Regions from separate parts of the Lactuca sativa genome. Here region 1 is linked to region 2. A link is a contact called in public Hi-C data. All regions are on one chromosome and are shown on one strand. The core of a region is the stretch at or near the end of the contact, and the rest is flanking DNA. Distances in the headings are between cores, read along the strand shown.

Region 1 (6,471 bases), core at 1,342-3,841, 350 kb before region 2:
TTGGTGTCAATACCAATAGAAGTTTTGAAGTCGAATTTCAAAAATATCTTCTTGTGGATGTTTTTGTGACATGTGCTTGATATAAGTACGGAGATTCTCCAATGCTTTATGACTTAGCTTATAACTTACGACCTTAACTTAGAACTACATTGACCTCCCAAACAAGGAAACATTAACATATAAACCTCCAAAGTTTCACTAGCTAACATATTAAAAAGACGACAACAAATGTACATTTGTTCTCTACTATGTCTATATGAAGACAACAAAACTTTATTTAGCATTTAACTTGGCCCATAAAAGGATTGTCTAAAATCTGACATCAAGGTTTCCAACGGTTTTTCCATTGTTCATATATTATAAAGAAGGTGGGTTAACGACAATGTGTCTAAGAGGATGTTCCACGTCACCACCACCACCATGTTTCACAAACTCTGCTGGAGTTAGAAAATTACCATGACAAACACAAACGATTCTGACTTGTTGTCCTTTTTTATATCTGTACAAAAACCCTTCGATCTTCTTGCTATTAACACCCTCTCCTTTTGTGGAAACGCAAGGCATATCCGCAAACATCATCTTTAGGGTTTCATTTGTGGACTTGTTTGAAACAATAGAGTTCGATCTATAAGGGGTCGAACTTGGGATCTTATGCAAAATGGAATGTTGACTAGCCGTGCTCTTCAACTCACCATCTTTATTTATTCCTATCATTTAATCAATATTGTAGAGAGTTATACAAAGATCATATGGATTGATTTTTAATTTCTAAAACATATGAAATAAGATAGAAACACATTAAAGATGAGCTCCCAATAATCGAGGCACATAATATCGTTGCAAATCAACATTTTATTTCCTAAAATATACAAAAGTTAAGTATAACCAATTCAATTTGTTACAAAATAATCATCCATTAGTTTTTAAAGGCTAAATGCCAGAAATCACTTTGTTTATTTATTCACTTATTACAAAATCGTACTTTCATTTATTTATGCTTAATAATTTAAGGATTAGACCATCCATAATATATATATATATATATATATATATATATATATATATATATATATATATATATATATATATATATATATATATATATATATATATATATATATATACACTCCACTAACCTTCATATGCAACATGGTCATGATTGCCAACTTAACAACCTACAAAGTACAAACCTTAATACCCATTTGTTATAGTAGAGTTTTTTCATTTGTAGGTTCCACTAACAAAGTATCAGTTGTAGTTACTGTATTAGTTGTAAAAATAAATAAATAAATAAATAAATAATAACTAATAAAACAATGAAAAAGCTCATATAGAAATTTTGTAACTGCAGGACCATTTTTAACAAGTTATTGAAAATAAAGACACCCCTAATAGCTTATTTGATCCTTTTTTATTCAAAACAAAACACCAATAATAGATGGCTCTTGTACTATCAAAATCTACTTAATTATGACCACAAAAATATACTCTATATCTTAATAAAATCGAGATAATTGAATATAATCTTGCAATGAGAATAAAAACTAATATCTAAAAACAACTTTTGCTATTTTATTGTATTTAATCCTACCCTTTATTTATTTTCCTATATTAATTAACATTAATTGTGGTAATTACCATATAATGATATAATCAAAATAAATCTCATGGATCGAAACAAATAAAAGTAATATACCTGAAAAAGGTTGACTTTCCAAATCAGAAACACCAGAAGATCCGCCGCTAGCAGGAGAGCCCACGGACACCTGCGACGGAAACGGCGACGGCCGTGGCAGTGGAGGTAACAGTGACGACGGTGGTGGTTGCCATGACTGATCGTTTCCCTTCATTACATTTCTTCTTTTTGCATCGTAATTCTCCTCCGACGTCAACAACCCTTTCTCAACTTTCCCATTTTTAAGCTTTTCAACACGCTTCCTCTTCGCCTCCGACCGCCGTAACGACTGCAGTTCCTGCCTCTTCTTCCACTCATCCCCCATCTCGATCGGCAGCGAGCACGTCCTTGTTAACGGCGGATACACCGTCAATGCCGTCGGATCTTCCATTGCCGACGGAAAACTCGAGAAATCTGCTACGGAGGAAGCACGGATTAATCTGTTATTGTTGTCATGATAATCATTAGCCACCACTCTCCGTCTTTCCACCCCAAATCTTCCGTTCAACGACAAACCTAAACTCAGCTCTACGTTTTCTTCACCGAACGTCTCCTCTTTCAAAGAATGGGTGTCCCCACCTCCGCCACCACCACCACCGCCACCGCCACCACCGCCGCATGCAATTGTTTTCAAGAAATCCATCCGGCCGTTATAGAATATTAATTTGCTTCTCTTTATGAAGTCCCCGGCGTAATTTTTCAAGCATCAATGGCGATTTTATTTTAAAATTAAAAAAAAAAACATTTATTTTGAATCGATTTGGTGAAAAACAAAAGATACCTCTATAAATCCACAGAATATCAAGAAAGATCAAGAAGATTTTCCGGGGAAAATCTTGCCGGATTTTGCTCCGCCGGCTGTGAGAGAGAGAGATTGTTTTACGGAGAGATAAAGTATAGGTGCAGAAGGGGAGAAGAAAGTGGGGAGATTTTTAATGTGAAGAGGTAGGTGAAATTACGAAACCACCCTTGAAAGATTGTTAAAGATAAAAGTTGAGGTGACACGTGGAGGAATAGAAGAGATAATAGTCTGCCACGTAGGCCCTTTTAGAAACAAAAACAAACGACGAAACAAGCGTTTTTGTTTTTTGAGCTACAAAGGGTACTTAATGACTGACACGTGTCAGTGGCAGGATATGGACTTATAGGCACGTGTGTATAAGGTCTGTGTAACAGTAACTTCCATTTGCAGTAATTTAGGTGGAGCCCGATCTTTAAGTTTTACGTATGATCAACATGATCCTGTTGTTTTTGGCTGGTGCTGACGTGGAGGACCACTGACTGGACACGTAGATGACAGCCTTCATGGATTTTTGTTCTGACGAATAAAATCTTTAAAATATTTAATGAATTATCGGATTTAATAAAAGCAAAAGCCGGTTTGCCTTGATCCAAAATCTTTTAAATCTTTTAAATTCAAAATCTAAAATATCATCTTATATTTTTTTTTCTATTTTTCTTTCAATCTATTTAAGATGATTATAATTATACAAATTTAAAATCTCAATCAAATTTAAATTAAATTTAATGACACTTGTCACCATCTAAATTAGGTAGGAGGATATTAGAAACAAAAAATAGAAGACTATTTAATTTCTCATCTTTTAAATATTTAGACTATTCGGTAAGGGCCGTTATTGCCGAGCTCGACATGATATAACATGACGTAACGTTTTTACCACGGATAAACACCACCCCCACTAAGCGTTATAATGAGACACGTTCCGACAAGAACAGGTAGCAGCAACGTTTTTTTTTTTTTCGTTTGAACGGTTAGTCAAATATATATATATATATATATATATATATATATATATATATATATATATATATATATATATATATATATATATATATATATATATAGTAACGTTCAATCGAAAACATTTCTTAGAACATTTGAGAGTAAATTTTGACCACATAATTTTTTTAAACTAAAATCATCATATAATATTAATATAAACCAAGAAATAAGTGAAAAAAAAAAAAAAAAAAACTCACTAACCAACATCGCTCACCACTCAAACAATATAATCCATCACCACCACCACCACCCGTCACCGCCTCCCACCTCCACAACCCATCACCACCACCCCCACACACCACCTAACATCATCACCACCATGCGCCATCACAAACCACGACCATCATCCACCATCACCTATCACCAGCACACGCCACCCAACATTATCACCATCATCCACCATCGCCAACCATAACCATCATCCACCACCACCACCACCACCCAGCACCACCACCCACCATAACTACCGCCTATCCACCACCACCACCCATCACTACAACTTACTCACCACTATGACCACCACATACCTCAACCATCACCTACCACCCATCACCACTACCCCCACCCACCACCCAACATCATCACCATCATCCACCATCGCCAACCATAACCATCATCCACCACCACCCACCATAACTACCGCCCATCCACCACCACTATCCACCACCACTACTCATCACTACAACTTACTCACCACTATGACCACCACATACCTCAACCACCACCTACCACCCATCACCACCACCCACCACCACCACAAATCGCCATCATCACCACCACCCACCTCTACCACCAATCACTACCACCTAGCCACTACCCATCATTATGACCACTTCCCGCCATTACCACCAACTACCACCCACCACCCATCACCACCACGGACCACCCACCACCACCACCCATCACCATCGACCACCACCACCCATCACCACCACCGGCCCCCACCAAAACCACCACCCTCCCACCTCCACCACCCATCACCACCACCCACTACCACCATCCATCAGCACCGACCACCAACACCCATCACCACCACCTGCTCCTATCACCCATACCCACCACCCGTCCACCTCCTTCACCCATCATCACCACCCATTACCATCACCCACATCAACCACCACCACCACTACACATCACCACCATCCGCCTCCACCACTCATCACCACCACTCACCCCCACAGCCACCATATATTACCATCGATGACCACTACCTATCACCACCACCATCACTTCCATCCACCACCCACCAAAACCACCAACCACCACCCACCTTCACCACCCGCCACCACCCATCACCCACCAAAACACCATACACCATCATCACCCTCACCACCTACCCACCCACCACCAACACTTATCACCTTCACTCGTCTCCACCACCGTTCGCCACCGCTAGGGATGGCAAAAAACCTCGAACCCGATGGGGAAACCCGAAACCCGATCATTTCGGGTCGGGTAACGGGTCGTTATTGGGTTTTTTATCGGGTTCGGGGCAGGGAGTGGGTTATCCTCGCCCCGACCCGCCTCGATTATATGTATATATATATATATATATATAATGTTCAAAAATTTTTGCTGTTAATTGTATGCGTTCAAATATAAAATACTTATTGTGGACAATTTATTTAGTTATTAACAATCTGGTGTTAATGATCATTTTTATGTGTTTTGACGTATTAAACAAAACTTAAATCAAATAATTTTTAATATAACGTCCAGTTTATTTTACTAAAGTGATGCATCATGTTTTTAATTTAAAAGAGTTGCTAGAACATGTATATTTTATAAGACATTGGGGTACCCTAAAAGAGAATAAAGATTTCGTTATCAATTGTTGTAAACCCGATAAGATACCCAAAACCCGACGGGGAAACCCGAAACCCAATGGGGCGCCCCGATAAGATACCCGAAAGTTATCGGGGCGGGTTTGGGAATCCATGCCCCCCCCCCCCCCCCCGAACCCGCCCCATTGCCATTCCTAGCCACCGCCACCTGCCACCCACTATAATCACCATCCCACATGTCACCCCCACCACCCTTCACCACCATCACCACCTACTACCACCAAACATCACTACACATCACCACCACCCATCACCACCACATGTGATTATGTGTATATAATAACATGTGGTTATTTGTATTTAATCACATAAGATTTATATGAACAATATTCTTTTTTGTCCATATAAATCATGTGATTAGATACATATAACCACATGTGATTAGATATATTTAATCAAATGTGATTAGATATATTTAATCACATATGTCATTATGCGTTCTTGATTCAATAATTATTTTTTGTCAACTTTAATCACATTTGATTAGATACATATCATAACATGTGATTATATGTATCCAATCACATATGGTTTATATGAATAATATTCATTTTTTTAGTTTTCATTTCAATAATTTTTCTCATATATTTAATCACATGTGATTATAAGTATTTAATCACATATGATTAATGTGGACATAAATTTGTTTTAACGTTCTTGATTCAATAGTTGTTCTCGTGTATATAATTACATGTGATTATATATATTTCATCACATATGATTTATTGAATCAAGAACATGACAACAAATCTTTTTCACATAAATCATATGTGCTTAAATACACGAGACAAACTATTAAATTAAAAATACAAAAATGAATATTTTCACATAAATCATATGTGATTAAATAAATATAATCACATGTGATTATATGTACTTAATCACATATGATTTATGTGGACAAGAATTATTATTATTTTTTCTCAATTCAATAGTTGTACTCATGTACTTAATCACATGTGATTATATGTATCAAATCACATATGAGTTATATTGATAATATTCATTTTCACATTTTTGATTCAATATTTTCTTATGTATTTAATCATATATGATTGTATGTATTAATCACATATGATTAATGTGGAAAAAGAAAAATTGTTGAATCAAAAACGCAAAAATGAATCTTGTGTACATAAATCATATGT
Region 2 (6,346 bases), core at 551-3,050:
AATGAAAATTAAAAAAAAAATAAATAAATAAAAAAAAAAAAAAAAAAAAGTGTTTGGTTGAAACTGGAGGAGTTTTCATTTTCCATTTTAGAAATTTAGAAAACTTTGGAAAACTATAAAAATCAAGGTAAGGGTAGTTTAGGTATTTGATTATGCAATTCTATATGGTTGTCATATTTTTACCAAAAAACTCAGTTTTTATTTTCATTCTTGTGAAATTTTGTATCTTTTTTGTTTCAATTTTTATAAACTTTGACTTTTAATGATAATGATGTGGACCTATGACATGGCAAACATATTGAAACAATTTCATTCAAAAGTAACCAAGTCTGCCAAGTCATAGTTCCATTTCCACATCAGCAACAAGTCATCGCCACGTCATCACCAAAAATCTAAGGTACTTAGGTGGAACAAATTTAAAACTTGGTTACTATTTACTGACATTATCCCATAAAACTTATAACTTTCATCCAAAAAGGAAAGTAAAATGTTTTTTTAAATAAAAAAACTTACTTTCATGGTAGTCACAGTTATCATTACACCATCTTCATCAGGGCGGCTTATAAAACTCGACTCCTGATAAAATTTATGAACCATGTCTGGAGAGTGGTGGAGTATATGGTAATACTGCTCAACAAAGGCATTCCCAACCACTTGTACACTTGGAGTTGTTGAAGGAGCTTCACTTTGTGTTGACATTATTCTAATTACCATGAAAAAAAAATTCTATTAGTAAATTTTTTATAAAATGGACAAAAAGAAAATGAATCCTTGTATTGTGTAATAACTGAGATCTTGATTGTTATTAGGTAAGTTGAGAAATGTAGTACTATGAATCTCATAGGTTAGTTAATGAGTAAATAAATAATGTAGCAAATAGATTATGTGATTAATAAATAAAGCAAGATAAGTCTTCCACATATCATTGTAAGTTGAGTGTGAGTCAGATTGGGTTCTAGATTAAGTGAAAAATTGGGACTTTTTTAAAACTGGTTGGTTTCTTGATGAAAACAAGGGAATGTTTCTTGAATGTTTGGGTAAAATAAGGTTTAGATCCAACTAAGTAACAGGTATACATCTAGATTGGGGCATTTGGTTCATGTTATATTTTGGCATCTGTATTGGATACGAAAAAATTGTTGCTTATGATTCAATCAATTATCAATGGCTATCTATGAAAGTTTTAGACTTTTAGCGATTTATTTGTGTTTCACATAGCTTCTCCTTATTCTACTCCTTGTTTTCTAGTCTTTGTTTGAATTACTCGTTAGATTAATTCAGCATTTTGAATAGAACTAATGCATAAAAGAAGAGGCATAGACAGGTAGTTACCCCGATCAATCAACTTATGAAAATACAGCCGATATCACACTAGATCCAACAACTATTACTGTATACAGGAATTTCATTACAATCTGAAGAAAAATGTAAATGCAAACTGCGGAATTAAGAACAGTAACAGCGCAATGCTGATAATGCGAATATATTAACAACCACACTGAGAATCTTACAGGAACGAGAAACTACCAGGAATAATATGCAATTAATAACTCGTCGGGTGAAAGAAAAACCCTAAATAGTAATAGTTGTAGTTTAAATGATCGAAAAAACGAATGGCGAATTGACAGATTGAAATTACCTTGCTTGTTATTGAATCCGAAGGTGAAGATCAAGATGAAGAGATGTTGCTGATATGATGTGGACGAAAATGGAGCGATTGAGACGAGTAGTTCGAAAAAAAGTGAGTGCAAAAGCTACCTGCGGAGTGATGGAGTTTGTTGCAGCTGGGCTTTTGGGGCGAGTATTTTAGGTTTGGTTTTTTTGATGACCTAATATTACAAAGAAGTACTACAAGTTTGAAAAGGTTGCTTTTTAGTCCCTCATTGGATTATTTTGTTAGAAATTGTTGGTGATAATTAATAAACAATATATTTTAGTAACTTTATAGAGTTGTTTTATATTTTTTAATACATCTTAAAAGTGGGTTAGAATTATAATCATTTTCCTTTTAATGATAATTTCTAAAACAATATAGCTTTTTTAATAAAATGTTATAAACTTGTTTTATATTTTCTTTTTTTTTAACTTTTTTTACACTTCTTATAACTTATCTTTAATTTAATGAAAGTACTTTTAAATGTTATGAAAAATACAGAAAAAAATTATGAAACATTTTAAACATATTGTAAAAAAATATTTTGAAAGGATTTTATCATAGTTAGAAAAAAAAATATATGTGAATGTAAAATAAATAAGAACTTTTAAAAGAAAAAAAAATATCTACAAATATTTGATTTAAAAACAGTTGTATAAAAATTATGTCAAAATATAAAAACAATTTTAAATATTATAACCCAAGTTTAAAACATTGTACTCAAAAATATAAAACAACTTTATAACTTTTTTGTAAATGATTATAACAAGTAATAATTTTTTCTATAAAAACTTATAAAAATGTTGTAAAGGATTTTTTTTTAAATAAAAAACAAAACTATAAATTAAAAAGAAATAAATATTGAAAAAATATCTAAAAAAGTCTTTAAAAATTTTTAGAAAAATTAATTTGTAAATTAAACTAATTTTAGACGAAATTGTAATAAAATTTAATGTTCGGCTAATTTCATAACAAATTTTAAAATGTAAAATGTGGGTCAAAAGTATAAAATTGTAAAAAGGTTGACATATTTATCCTAATATACCAGATAAACGTACAGATTACATGAGTCGGTTATCATTTTAAAATATGTTTGTTGGCAACTTAAAGGACGACAAAATAGTTACTTTCCAAAAAACAATGATAACCCAATAATTAAAAAATAAAATGACTTTGAGTTTCTATATCCTTCCATCTAATACGTAGTAGAGGGTTTAATTGAGGAAAAAAAGTTAAGAATGAGGGAATCATTCTCAGTCAATCATTTAATTAACATCAAGGGATGGAAATGGGGCGGGTTTGGGGCGGGGTTGACCATCCAGGTCCCATCTCCGAGTTTCTAACCTCGTCCTCATCCTCATCTCCATCCCTATCCCTATCCCCATCCCCGATGGATGCGGGGAATCAAATCTCTTCTCTTTTGTATTTTGGGCTTTTCCCAGCCCATCCCCAACCCATCCCCAATCTATCAACATAATAAACTCAACTTACAAAACAAAAACCAAGTTTAATAAGTGATCAAAACCATATGTCATAATTAGATTTTGTTTACATCAATCATAAAATTTAACAAGCATCAAAACTAAAAGTGACGATTTGGTATACATATCATTGAAAAAAGTGACGATCGATGAACTCTTGGACTTGGGAACATAATTTGGTATATGGACTCTATTTCTGATGGTCTAATATAGATCAATTCATCTTAGTGGACATAATTCAAATTCAATAAATGATCGTTATACTAATATTATATATATATATATATATATATATATATATATATATATATATATATATATATATATATCTTACTATATTATTATACAAATCTTACTATTTCTAAAAATAGATTTAAGACGTTCAAGTGTTTAAACACAATGTACAATATCTAATGCATTATATAATATATATATATATATAATAACTTTATGCATTATAGAATAGATAATTTCCTATACGGTCAACAGTTGAATTATTCAAGATAAGAATGGATTCGTTTACCCAACAATAATTTCTTTTGGGAAAATATCACGACTTTTGACCTGGTACGCCAAAGAAATCGGTTAAACATACACTTTATATAGCATCATCACCCAATTCACCCAGTCACCACCTACATCTAATTCCGGCACGCCACCACCATCACCGGTTACCACCAGCATCCTCTCCCACTCCCTTTAATACCACCATAATATATAGAGGCTTGTCGCTACCGTACACAAACCATAGCCAACACAACGGCTAATTCTGTCTCTCACTCTCGAAATCTTCTATCTTCTATTTCTCTACCATGATTTCTCAATTACCTTTTTTGATTTAGACATTTTTGTGTTTATGCAGGTGTGTAGCTTGAAGAATTGGTACTTCGATTTTCGCCAACTTTCCATCTCTTTTCTCTCTGCAAAATTGTCCTCTGGTTGTTGCTTATCTATTCTATTTTTGGCAGCCTAATCTTACATATTTCAATAAATCTTTCATTTGTTGTTAAAGAGGAAACTTGCTCGGAAAATTGGAGGCTCCTGCTACCAAACTAAGTCACTAATGTACTAGGGTTTTCACTAAACGAGGGTCGCTAAAAGAGGTCAACATGAGAAATTATGTTCTCAAAGGTAATATGTAGATTTTGCTAGAAAATGTGTCAATTATTCATCTTTCTCTTTATGATAGCTAGATGTGGCCGGAAAATACGTCAATCTTTCATCACCACGTTGATTATTTTGTAGATTTCTAAGGTATATTGTGTCTTCTTCTCTGTAATCACAAAAACCACTTTATTTCTAAATTCTTTATGTTAGTTTTTGAAATGCTCTTTGTTCTGAAGGTTGGTACACGAGTGGTTATGGAGTTGTGGTGGGTTGCTTTAACCATCAGTAAAGACTGTAAGAGAAAATATAATTCAACATAGAGACTAAACTTCGGAAGCTAGAACAAATTTGTAAGGGGCAAAGTTATTTTCAAATGTTTACTGCAAAAGTGGATTTTTTAATTGTTGTTTTGTTTGTTGTTAGATGCAGTTTTTAGCATAACATTACATTATCTCTTAGCAAATACAGGTGTGTTAGGAAAATAGATGTGTGATTTTTACTTTTTCACTAAAACTCATGTGATTTAAGTAGTTATTTTTACTTTTTTTTTACTATCTGACTTATAGACTATCTTATCTTTTCCTTGCATATCTAAACTGTATTTAGAAGGTTTAACACACAGGTCCGACTTTTATACCACTCCATCCTCCTACTTTGCTCTTTTATATGTTTTTTGTTGGTTTATTTCATCCTTTTAATATTTTTTTGCACCACACTCTGTTTTTTAATTTTTAACAATTTTTTTGTGTGTTTAATTTTTTTTCACGGATTATTTGGATGTTGATTTTAGATTAATGCTAAAGATATTTGTTATATGAGTTTTGGACATTAACATGTATTGCCTCAATAGCTCAAGTACATCAAGCCACATATGGACCATTTATGACATTAATAGGTATATTCACTATTTGTTGTATTATTTTTCTATAATTAACTAATTAGTCAAGACCATTCATGATATTTGTGACAGTTTACCATGGAAAATGGATTATGGACATTTGGGTCGGTATACCATATTATTATTTAGGATATTTAGTACAGTTTGATCAAAAGCATCTATAACCTTACCATTTTTCTTTCATTATTGTTTCTATTTTCCTTTTACTCTAGATAATAAAGTTATGGTTAGAAGCTGACACTCTCTCAAGTCTCAAAGCTTCACCATCCAAATGTTGTGGTGAAAGATGCTTCATGGAGGACATAAATAGTATATCTTGAATAACAACCTACTTTGTTTCATTCTCAAACTTGGGTGTCATGTTAGGGTCCCTAATCTTTCTTCTTGATTGATCTGAGTTTCTATTATTGGGGATGAAGCCAAGATTGTTTAAAGAGATAGCAACGATAAGTGACGACCACAAGAAAGTCATCACTCATCTTTTTGTCACAGGTTGCAATTTCCATTCATTTCTATTTTGCAGACATCGAAGGGAGAGCAGACCATGATGGTTATTGGTTCAACATTATTATCTTGCTCGATGGTTTTTGGTTTTAAAACTTGAATTAATCATGTCACTTAGTATTTCTATTAGATAATTAAATTTATTTGTAAGTTTTTTTTTTTTGTAAATGATATTATTTTTTGATTGACTATTAATTCGATCATGTAGTTTTTGTAAGATTAAGTTGGCTGGTTTGGACTTTGGATTCTCTGTAAGGATGGTTATTGTTTTTAGTCGTTGTGGTGTGTTAGATGAAGATTTAGTGTTATAGGAGCGGTTTTAGAAAATTTATTTCACTTCCCAAGTTAATTCAAAAAGATGGGTTATAGTTTTTTTATAGGCTTACAAAACATGGACTCTAAGTGTTTGACAAAATGTCTCATAGAAACTCTACACTCAATCAATTTATCTTTTCCATTTTCTATCGACTTTTGAAACTATTTTGTTTGTTTTATTTTATTTTATTAGTTCTAAATTTTGGAAATGGATAGTTACTTGGTTTTGCTTCGATGAAACTTTAGTCAAGGGAACCAATAACTACTTGGTGGGGGATTTCAAAGTGAACGAAGAGGCAAAAAGGCATAATCTGTGAATTTTTTAAAAATGTCATTAATAATTTTTTTGAAGTCGGATCAACACAATATCTTTCCCAACATGTAGTT

The links. A called contact is a pair of places that touch in the nucleus more often than the background predicts.
Region 1: a contact with region 2 is called in a Hi-C map of leaf, with 4 times the contacts expected there. The contact joins the promoter of LOC111913823 here to the promoter of LOC111913824 in region 2. A contact is called at or near these places in 2 of 4 Hi-C or Micro-C datasets (both in leaf).

What each region holds. Positions count from the first base shown.
Region 1 is chr3:162,945,275-162,951,745 of Lsat_Salinas_v11, reverse strand. It overlaps LOC111913823 (ninja-family protein 6), which reads right to left and starts at 2,591. Exons shown (of 3, transcript XM_052769436.1): 1 at 1,697-2,591; 2 at 456-707. The coding sequence starts at 2,318.
Region 2 is chr3:162,593,707-162,600,052 of Lsat_Salinas_v11, reverse strand. It overlaps LOC111913824 (nuclear transport factor 2), which reads right to left and starts at 1,800. Exons shown (of 8, transcript XM_023909539.3): 1 at 1,640-1,800; 2 at 514-703. The coding sequence starts at 699.